Linked DNA regions of Capra hircus: region 1 is linked to region 2. A link is a contact called in public Hi-C data. All regions are on one chromosome and are shown on one strand. The core of a region is the stretch at or near the end of the contact, and the rest is flanking DNA. Distances in the headings are between cores, read along the strand shown.

Region 1 (4,997 bases), core at 2,263-4,762, 110 kb before region 2:
TCCAGGACTTTCAGCTAACACGGTGCATCTCCTGCCGTGCTCTCACGGCCAGGATAGGACAACTGTCTCCCCTTTCTTGGAAAAGATGCTACTAGGTCACCTTTCCACCATGGCCCCTCTTTTCAAGGACATCCCTGGGGGTTCCTTTGTTTGGGCACCACCTGTCTGAAAAAAGCTTATGTGTATTTCAGCTGCTGATGTCTACTGCCAAAAGTGAAGGGTAACTTCACTTTTCAACAATCTTGGCCAGGTACTGCGGACCGAGGAGGGATGTCTGCTCTGATGAAAGAGGTGGTACAACAGGCCAGCACACCCCACTGTGGGATAGCCTCTGGGCGTGAAAGTGGCACCAAGGGAGGAGAGGTGGTGATGGGTGAGCGGTCCTTGAGAAGAGAGTAGGGCTCCACGAAGCACAGAAAGAGGGTGGGGAGGGTGTTTCTGGCAGAGCAAACAGTCGCTGGAAAGGACTGGAGATGTGGGCACTCAGGGCACATCCAGGGACCAGCATGTAGACTGGTGCGGGATGGAGGGTGGGCCAGAGCCTGTCACTGCCTCCGCCTCCCCCTCACATGTGGCTGGGAGTAACGGCAGCAGCTGCTGCTGGCTGGCTGCAGGTCTGGGACAGCTCTGCCAGCCCTGGTGAAGCAGGATACTGGTAGGTCAGAGCTAGTTTGGGAAGGGCTGGAGGAAGCCCTACTGCGGCCTGAGGCTCTGATTCACAAAGGGCTCGGCAGAGCAGGCAGCTGGGGAAGGGGTGTGGGGGGGGAGAAGGAGATGGCAGAGAGCAGTGGGGAGCTGAATTATGTAACAGCCCCTACTGCCCCGAGAGCAAGCCACTGGTCTTGGGGCTGGGTGGGGCTGGGGGATGGCAGTGGGTGACGCAGAGCCTGGGTGTTGGCTGAACCTCGTGGGTTCCTGTGGGTTCTTTCTGGCTGTCCTCACCCAAGGGTGGTACCCAGCAGGGCCCAGGAATAGGTGGATGTGAGCTGCCTCTACAGGGAAGGCCCTGCTGAGAATCAGCATGGGGAGGGCGGGGCAGGGTGGGATTGAGGAGCCCTGGCCTCAGCTCTGCAGAGCCCTGGAGGCCTGGCCTTTCAAGGAAAACAGGCCAGCAGACAAAAGGCTGCTGTGAGTTGCAGTGTCTGGGGAGATACCTGCTGGCCCCCCAGCCTGACAGTGGTTGGAGAGGATGAGAAGTAGTCCTTCCCGAAGCCTATTTGGGCCACCAGAGTGCCCAGATTCCCTGCCGTGAGACAGAGAGCATGGGGCAGGGTACCACGGGGACAGGCAGGATGTGCTCAAGTGGCTGATTCCCAGGCTCCAGTGGCCACCTGCCTGCCCGTCCTCAGCGAAGGGTCTGATGACTCCTCCCCATCCCTGGCGACCCTGGCGTGGAAGCCCAGCAAGTGGAAGAATGCATTCACGACACCTGACTTTGGAGGGGACCAGGGAGGCTGGCTGCCTCTCTAACTGAGCCTAGGCAGCACCTTCCCCACCAGGCTGTGGGCACTCACATCTAACAGAGGGGCTGGCGGAGGCAGGGAGAGCCCAGGATCAAGGGCGAGCCCCCTCAGTCTTGCCCTCTGTTGGAGGCCTGGCTGGGGGTGAGACACTGTGGGCACCTTGAGGCCACACTCCCTGCTCCCATCAAGATGGAGCAGGCATGCTGGATCAAGGCCATGTCCGTCGGAGGAGCCCTACTTTCAGAAGCAGATTGATGCTTATTTATAGGGGAGGATGCCGTGTACAGCTATGGGCTAGAAATATGAGGGCTGGGTCTAGGCCGGGGTTATAGCATTAAAGGCTCTGCAAACAGTGAAAAAATGCCCTTGAAGCTCCCCAGGCCGGCACTGCAGTGGCCACAGGGAGTGTGGGTAGGAGGAGGGTGCATGGGGAGCCCTTGTCCTCTGAAGCACTTTGAGGCCAGAAGGCAGTCAGGGTGGGGTATGCGCTTAATTGGGCTTCCCTGGTGGCTCAGATGGTGAAGAATCTGCCTGCAATGCAGGAGACCTGTGTTTGATCCCTGGGTCGGGAAGATCCTCTGGAGAAGGGAATGGCAATCCATTCCAGTCTTGCCTGGGAAATCCCATGGACAGAGGAGCCTGGCAGGCTACAGCCCATGGGGTCACAGAGTCAGACAGGACTGAGTGTGTGGTTAACTGGAAGTTTCTTCTTACTTCAGCTGTACTTTCCAGGGCCACTTCAAGAGGGGTGTGCAGCATGCATGGGGCGGGCGCCATCAGCAAGACTGGAGCAGGGAGAGGGTCACTGCACAGCTCTTTCCTTGCAAGTTGCCCCTGGAACCTACATATTCTCTGAAACGAAAGTTACTTGCTCAGTCATGTCTGATTCTTTGCAACCTCATGGACTGTAGCCCACCAATTCCTCTGTCCATAGAATTCTCCATGCAAGAACACTGGAGTGGGTTGCCATGCCCTCCTCCAGGGGATCTTCCTGACCCCGAGATGGAATCTTGGGTCTTCTGCATTGCAGGCAGATTCTCTACTGTCTGAGAGATTGTGTCAAAAGACCCCGCCTTTGACTAGATCTTCTCACTCTGCACCAGGCGACATCCTCTTCCTGCTGGTCAGGAGGTCGGAGATTGCAACTGCCCGACACCACCCGCCCCTCAACCCTCTTCCCCCGCCTGAGTCTCAGGTGTTGCCGAGACTTGATTTCGAGGCCAGTTTTTTCTTACCTCTTTGCCCTTAATAGGGGAAACTGAGGCATGTGCAGGAGAAACAGGAAAGCTGAAGTCGGCAATCCCAGGCTCTGAGCACTTGCTTGACCCCAGGCTTGGGAGCCTTCTCAGCGACCCCGTTCGGGTCCTCGGTGGCCGAGGACAAGCTCGCAGGCGGGCGGCGGCAGGGGGCGCTCGCTACCTTGTCACGCGCGCCTCCTCGAGGTCCGCAGGCCCGACGGAGTCCAGTCGCGGCGGGAAAGCATTTGGGGAAGGGTCTGCCCTCTCGCCTCATGCCCTCCGCTCGGCTTCTGGCCCCTCGGGCTCCGGGGAGCGCGTGTGGTTTATGATGCGCCAGAGCCCCGACACAGCCACCCACCCTCTCCTTGAGGCTCTTGGGCGGCGGGGAGGAGAGATCTGCCTGCGGCCACCCCCCAGACCCGAGGGCTCGGCCCTAGCCGCGCAATCCGCAGGAGACACATCCCGCCTGGCGCCCGCGGACCCTCCAGCGCCGCGTCCCGGCTCCTTTGGTGCACCGACCCTTCCACTTCTGCCGGCATCCTTCCCTCGGTCCGGAAGATCCCAGACGCCGGGCCTCTCTGACCTGCCGCAGAGTGGAGGCTGGGAGGAAAAGGGCAGGGGCGCCAGAGCGGAGGCCGGGGGCGCGGGGAGGCTGCGGCCCGCGCGCCCCCCAGCGAGGCGCACCTTCCACCCGCCCTGGGTCCCGCCCGCCGCCCCGCCCGCCCCGCCTCCCTGCCTCCTCCCGCTCCCGCCTCCAGTCTCCTCCCTCCTCCAGCCGCGCTTGCTCTCCTCCCTACTCCCCGGCCGCGGCGTGCTGCCTGCAGGCGCGGCTCCGGGTGACGGGAGCTCCGGGAGCGGGTCTGCCTCCGCGCCTCCTCCGAACCGGCTGCGCACCCCCTGCCCGGCCGGCCGGGCCCCGCGCCCCAGCGTGAGTCCAGCAGCCTCCCCGCGTCAGGGCGCAACTTTCCCCTGGTTGCCGGCGGGGCGGGGACCTCAGAGGGACAACTTGGTAAACTTCTCTGGGGCGGACGGCAGGGGCGCCGGGCGCCGGTACACCAGGATGTAGGAGGGCCGCGGCCGGCCCCGGGGCGTCCCCCGACCCCTTTCGGCCTGGCCATGGGGCTCCAGCGCCCTTAGCACCGCCAGGGGGGCGACCCCCTCGTCCAGCCGACCTGGGTGGGACAGCGCCGTCGCCGGCTGTGCGCGCGCTGGGGCGAGCAGCGCCCGCTCTGGCCGCGTCCGGCCCCGCCATGGACCACCAGGAGCCCTACTCGGTGCAGGCCACTGCGGCCATCGCGGCGGTCATCACCTTCCTCATCCTCTTCACCATCTTCGGCAACGCGCTGGTCATCTTGGCTGTGCTGACCAGCCGCTCGCTGCGCGCCCCGCAGAACCTGTTCCTAGTGTCGCTGGCCGCCGCCGACATCCTGGTAGCCACGCTCATCATCCCTTTCTCGCTGGCCAACGAGCTGCTGGGCTACTGGTACTTCTGGCGCACCTGGTGCGAGGTGTACCTGGCGCTCGACGTGCTCTTCTGCACTTCCTCCATCGTGCACCTGTGTGCCATCAGCCTGGACCGCTACTGGGCGGTGAGCCGGGCCCTGGAGTACAACTCCAAGCGCACCCCGCGCCGCATCAAGTTCATCATCCTCATCGTGTGGCTCATCGCAGCGGTCATCTCGCTGCCACCCCTCATCTACAAGGGCGACCAGGGTCCTCAGCCCCTGGCCCGCCCTCAGTGCAAGCTCAACCAGGAGGCCTGGTACATTCTGGCCTCCAGCATCGGATCTTTCTTTGCACCCTGCCTCATCATGATCCTGGTCTACCTGCGAATCTACCTGATCGCCAAGCGCAGCCACTGCAGAGGCCCCAGGGCCAAAGGGGGGCCTGGGGGGAGGGAGTCTAAGCAGCCACACCCTGTCCCCGGGGAAGTTTCAGACTCAGCCAAACTGCCAACCTTGGCCTCTCAACTGGCCACCCCTGGAGAGGCCAACGGATGCTCCCAACCTCACCCAGCGGAGAAGGGGGAGGGGCAGACCCCTGAAGCCCCTGGCACTCCTGCCTTGCCACCCAGCTGGCCTGCCATCCCGAAGTCAGGGCAGGGTCAGAAGGAAGGGGTTTGCGGTTCATCTCCGGAGGAGGAGGCAGAAGAGGAGGGAGAAGAGGGCTGTGAGCCGCAGGCCTTGCCGGCGCCTCCTGCCTCAGCTTGCAGCCCACCCCTGCAGCAGCCGCAGGGTTTGCGGGTGCTGGCAACCCTGCGTGGCCAGGTGCTCCTGGGCAGGGGCACAGGCGCTGC
Region 2 (4,560 bases), core at 1,857-4,356:
GAGTCAGGATAAAGCCACCAAGAATCGCTCTCCTTTGTCAAGTTTATTTTATTAAAATATACAGGACTGAATACTGGTGGGCGCTGAGAACAGGCACCACCCTCCTCGGCCGCGCCCAAGGGAGACACTTCTGCCATGCAGACATGCGGCCAGCCCGCGTCCCAGCATGGGAGGCGCACCCCTCCAGGGGCGCGTGCAGCCCAAGGCCAAGGTGGGGAGGGCAGAGCGTGGTGGCCGTGACCCTCTGCTTTCGCCTCTGGCCCTCAGAAGCAAAGCCTCGCCAGCGGGGAGGGCTGGGCGGAGGGCCGGGGGTGGGGGCGGGGAGAAGATCCCTGAGCCAGGGAACGCTGATGCCCCCCTCCCCGGGGACGGGGAGCAGGAGGGGGGCCCAGTCAGGCTGTAGGTGGGGTGTCAGTGCAACTCCAAGGGAGGGCCGCCCATGTGTGGTGCCCAGGGGTCCCCGCGGCCGAGCCAGCCCATCTCCACGGTCTCGGCTGCCCCGTCCCCGCTCATCTTCAGGCCAGGCCCGGGCAGAGACCGGGGGCGGCAGCCGATGGAATGTATGACCGGGAATGTTCCTGGGACTGGCCATGCTGCCTGAGGCTGCGCCCCTCCGGGGCGGCCTGGGCCAGGGGGAGCAGCCCCGCTCCTGCTCCCGTCGGCTTCTGGTGACCTGCCCCTGGGCCCCGCGCCCCCTAGCGGCGCTGGGCTCCGGCGGGCGTCTGCCTCCGTCCTCAGGGCAGTACCCGGCCAAGCAGAATCCCTGGGGTTTGTGCTTTTGAATGTTGGTGAGCTGGGCTGCCTCGGGGAGTCCGGGGTCGGGGGTGGGGCCTCAAGCCACCCCCACCACACACACACTGCTCGGAGGCACAGAACCGACTCCCCACAGAACCCCAGGGGCCTCCTGATGTGGGCTGGTGGGGCCCAAGCCTCAGCCCACCAGGAGGGCCTTGCCTTGAAAAGCAGAGTCTCAGGCTCCCCTCGTGGGCTGCAGCCTGAGCTTCTGGGGGCACTTGTGCTTTGCACATGGGGTTGGGGTGAGCCTGTGTGTGAAGGGGCAGCCACATGGCTCCAGGACCCTAACCACGAAGAGGGGAGCTCATCCAAGCTGACGTGGGCAAAGGAGATGGGGGCCAACAGGAGAGAGAAGCCCCTTCCCAGGTCTGCTTGGCCCCCCGGGCTCCCTGGCTGCCAGGCCCTGAGCCCTGGGACCTCTTCTCAGGAACCCTGAATGATGACCTGGGTGCCTGAGGGCTGTGGGCAGCTCCTCCTGCTGCGCCCTCACTGAGCCAGCTGGAGTGAGGGAGGCGGCGTTGGCAGAGAGGTCCCGTCAGATTCCCACCAAGAACCCCAGTCCCCAGACTGGCAAGCCCCCTTACTGGGTGGAGAACAGTGCCCACTGGTGCATCCCCACTGGGGCTCACACCAGCTCAGCGGACGGCGGGTGTCCTGACACCCAGGGAAGCACTTCCAGGAAGCAGCAGGCTCTGTCTAAGTGCCGCCTCTTTCCTGGTCTGAAATCCCTTGACCCTGCGCTGCCCTTCTGGGGTCCTGAGCTGAGGGCCATTCTGGAAGGGTCGTCGGTGGGCAGGGAGTGGCTGGGACAAGCAGGTCGGAACAGCCCCCAGGGCCTGACATGTGAGTGTAGTGGGAAAGAAGGGTGGCGGAAGGGAGGGGCGGGCAAGTGGGCTCGCAGGGCTGGGGCCTTAGCTTTGCAGGCTGGACCCTCATCTGTAGAGGAGCCAGCAGCCAGAGGCCTGAAGATGCCTCTCTTTCAGCTGTCGACCCAAGAGGCCTGGGAGGGGGGTGCTGGGAGCTGTGCGGCTCTTGTCCCCTGGACTCAGCTCCCAGCCAGACCTAGCCCCTCTCTCATCTCTGTCCCTCCACCTGCCAGCCCAGATGAAGGGTGTGTGTGTTGGGGGGGCGGGGAGGGTGTTTGTGTGTGTGTGTGGAGCAAACTATTCACTTTGTGCAAATATATTAGAAAAAAGTTTTTCATGGAGGTTGCTCCTGGCAGGACTGAGGTTTCTTTGGGGGAAGAGGTGGTGATAGCCACTCAGGGATTCCCCCACCTTCCCCACGCACAAGTCCTAGATGACGTTCTCGAACAGCTGCATGGAGCTCATGATGTTCTCGTCCTGCGTGGAGAGAGAGGACGAGAGGCCTGGTCAGCCCTGGGCGGGGCCCATCTCCAGCCTCACTGTGCTCGCGGTCTCATTAGGGACCTGTGGCCCTCCAGGGACTCTTCCCGTCTCATTGGACGAAGGAGGAGCCGGTGACACAGAGCCTGTGTCCAGCTCCAGGGTCTGACGGCCAGTCCGTCTGGGAGCTGATAACCCACTGATAGACAACTGCCGCCCACCCAGATGTAGCCAGGGCAGCCGAGGGGAGGGAGGCAGGTGGAGGCCCAGCGTCCTCCCCGCTGAAAGCGCTCTGCAGAAGACAGTCAGCTGCAATGCCAGGGTGGGGGGACTCCAGGCTCCTTCCCACAGTGTGACCCAGTCCTCAGGGCCCCGGGTCCATCCCCTCTGATGGGTCCACTGAGGGCAGAGCTGCAGGACGTGGCCTGGCTAGGCTGTGGGCTGGCAGGAGCGGGCGGGGCAGCAGTGAGCGCCGGTGAAACAGTGCAAGTGGATGTCGGAAGTCTGCGCTGAGGAGGGGACTGGCAGGGCCGGGACGCAGGGGTTCCGAGCCTTGATGCTGCCTACCTTCTGACAGGTCTCCAGGAACTCGTCAATGGTCACCACCCCATCCTGATTCCGGTCCATTTTCTGCAACTCAAGCCATGCCCTCAGTGAGGCTGTGTCCCGCTGGGGCTGCCCCTGCCCCAGGCCTGAGGAGCGATGGTGGGCGGGCGGGTGGGCGTGCGCCCTCCACCCCAGCCCGTCCCCTCGGCCCCCTCCCTGGGATCCAGGCCACATAAGCGCCCTTTCCAGCCACCTCCACCACACTGTCAACCACTCTGCTGTCTCCCCAGTCCGCCCCCAACCTCAGCCACCTCCCAGCAGGGACCCCTGTGCTCATGGACCCCCTCACCTCCCTGACAGGCAGCTGGGGAGGTGGAGCGGCTGAGGGCCCTCAGCAAGCGGGAGATGCAGCCTCAGTCCCCCTGGGCCCCATGGACACAGAGCGGTGACCCCGACCCCCTCTCCTCGGAGAGAAGTCCCTGGTGGAGACGGGGCGGCAGCGGGCAGGAGAAGCTCTGGCCGGGGGTGTCGGCTGACTCAGAATCCAGGAGCCCGACTGCTCTGAGATGAGGGTCAGCAGGTGGGGGGCACAGGGATGGCTTTAATTCGTTCAGCCAGCCGGATGGGGGAGGGCAGTTGCACCTCCCGCGGGAGTAGGAAGGCACACAGAGGGGGCCCTGAGGGCGGAAGGCCCTCCCTCCTCTTCTGGCGGCCCCTCCCCGCGAGCTCACCTGGAAGAACCTCTCCACGTGCTCCAGGGGTGCGTCCTCTCGCAGAATAGGGTAGGTGTGGCGGCCCATCATGTCATAGATGGACTTCATGATGGCCAGCATCTCCTGCGGGGGGGTGAGGGGAAGGCGGAGGGGCTGGCATGAGCCTGGCTGCCAGGTGGGTGAGCGGGCGGGGCTGCACGGGCCAGAGAGAGAGACTCAGCCCCATCCAGTCCACCCAGCACGAGGGCATCTGCAGATAGGTTTTCATGTGCAAACTCTAGAACCTGACACTATATGAAAAGCAACTACTCCATGTACAAAGAGTGTTCCAGCCAAACACTCTGGTATACGGAATACTTCTTTTTTTTGGTATATGAACAATTTCTTACACACACAAGAGTGTTTGGGCCAAACAAAACTGGACTGGGGGCCCGTTGACACCCTACCTTACGGGACCACACTGCCCTCCCTCGATTGCTGGGAACCAAGGCCAGCTCCCCCACCCCTGCCTCCAGCTTCTCCACTCGGGTCTCCCACATGACCTCGTCGTAAGAAACGGCGATCGGGGACCTTGTTGACGGGGACGGAGACGTGTGGTGAGGGGCACACAAGCTCCACGCTCCGCACACCCAGGTATCCAGACCGAGAGCCTGGCAGAAGAGTTCCTGGCCACTGTCCCCTCCGAGGGCAGGCTGGGCGCTCTGTCTTTGGACAGGGAGGGGAAACGGGAAACGAGGGCAGTGAGAGAGAGGAGGAAAGAGGCTGGGGGTGTGCAGCAGCGGAGCGGGCAGACAGGCTACCCTCAGCTCCCCGGAAGCCGCGTACCTCTTTGGTGATGTAGCCATCCTTGTTAATGTCGTAGAGGTTAAAGGCCCACTTGAGCTTCTCATGGACTGTCCCTCGCAGCAGGATGGAGAGACCAACCACAAAGTCCTGTGGAGAAAGGTGGGGGGGTGACAGCCTAGGCCCCAGAATCTAGTTCCAGTTTGCCATGTGGCTTCCACTGAAGTGCACATCTGTATAGGTGAGGCGCCTCCGTCACAGACCGGGCGGATGGTGCCCCTCAGGTGAATACAATGTGCGTGCGTGCGTGTGTGTGTGTGTGTGTGTGTGTGTGTGTGTGTGCGTGCACGCGTGCATCTGTGTGGTGGGGATGGCAT

Evidence for each region. A called contact is a pair of places that touch in the nucleus more often than the background predicts.
Region 1: a contact with region 2 is called in a Hi-C map of liver, with 2.5 times the contacts expected there. The contact joins the promoter of ADRA2B here to the enhancer-like site in region 2.

The regions. Positions count from the first base shown.
Region 1 is chr11:2,189,090-2,194,086 of ARS1.2, reverse strand. ADRA2B (alpha-2B adrenergic receptor) reads left to right here and starts at 3,512. Exons shown (of 2, transcript XM_018054838.1): 1 at 3,512-4,997. The coding sequence starts at 3,952.
Region 2 is chr11:2,077,812-2,082,371 of ARS1.2, reverse strand. It overlaps KCNIP3 (calsenilin), which reads right to left. Exons shown (of 9, transcript XM_018054834.1): 6 at 4,226-4,333; 7 at 3,419-3,523; 8 at 2,709-2,771; 9 at 29-2,138. The coding sequence ends at 2,091. Among named protein-coding and RNA genes, the nearest start is that of GPAT2, 37 kb to the left of the region's middle. Within about 2 kb of position 3,106, at least 1 of the 5 cell types and tissues checked has an H3K27ac peak or open chromatin away from gene starts, as enhancers often do.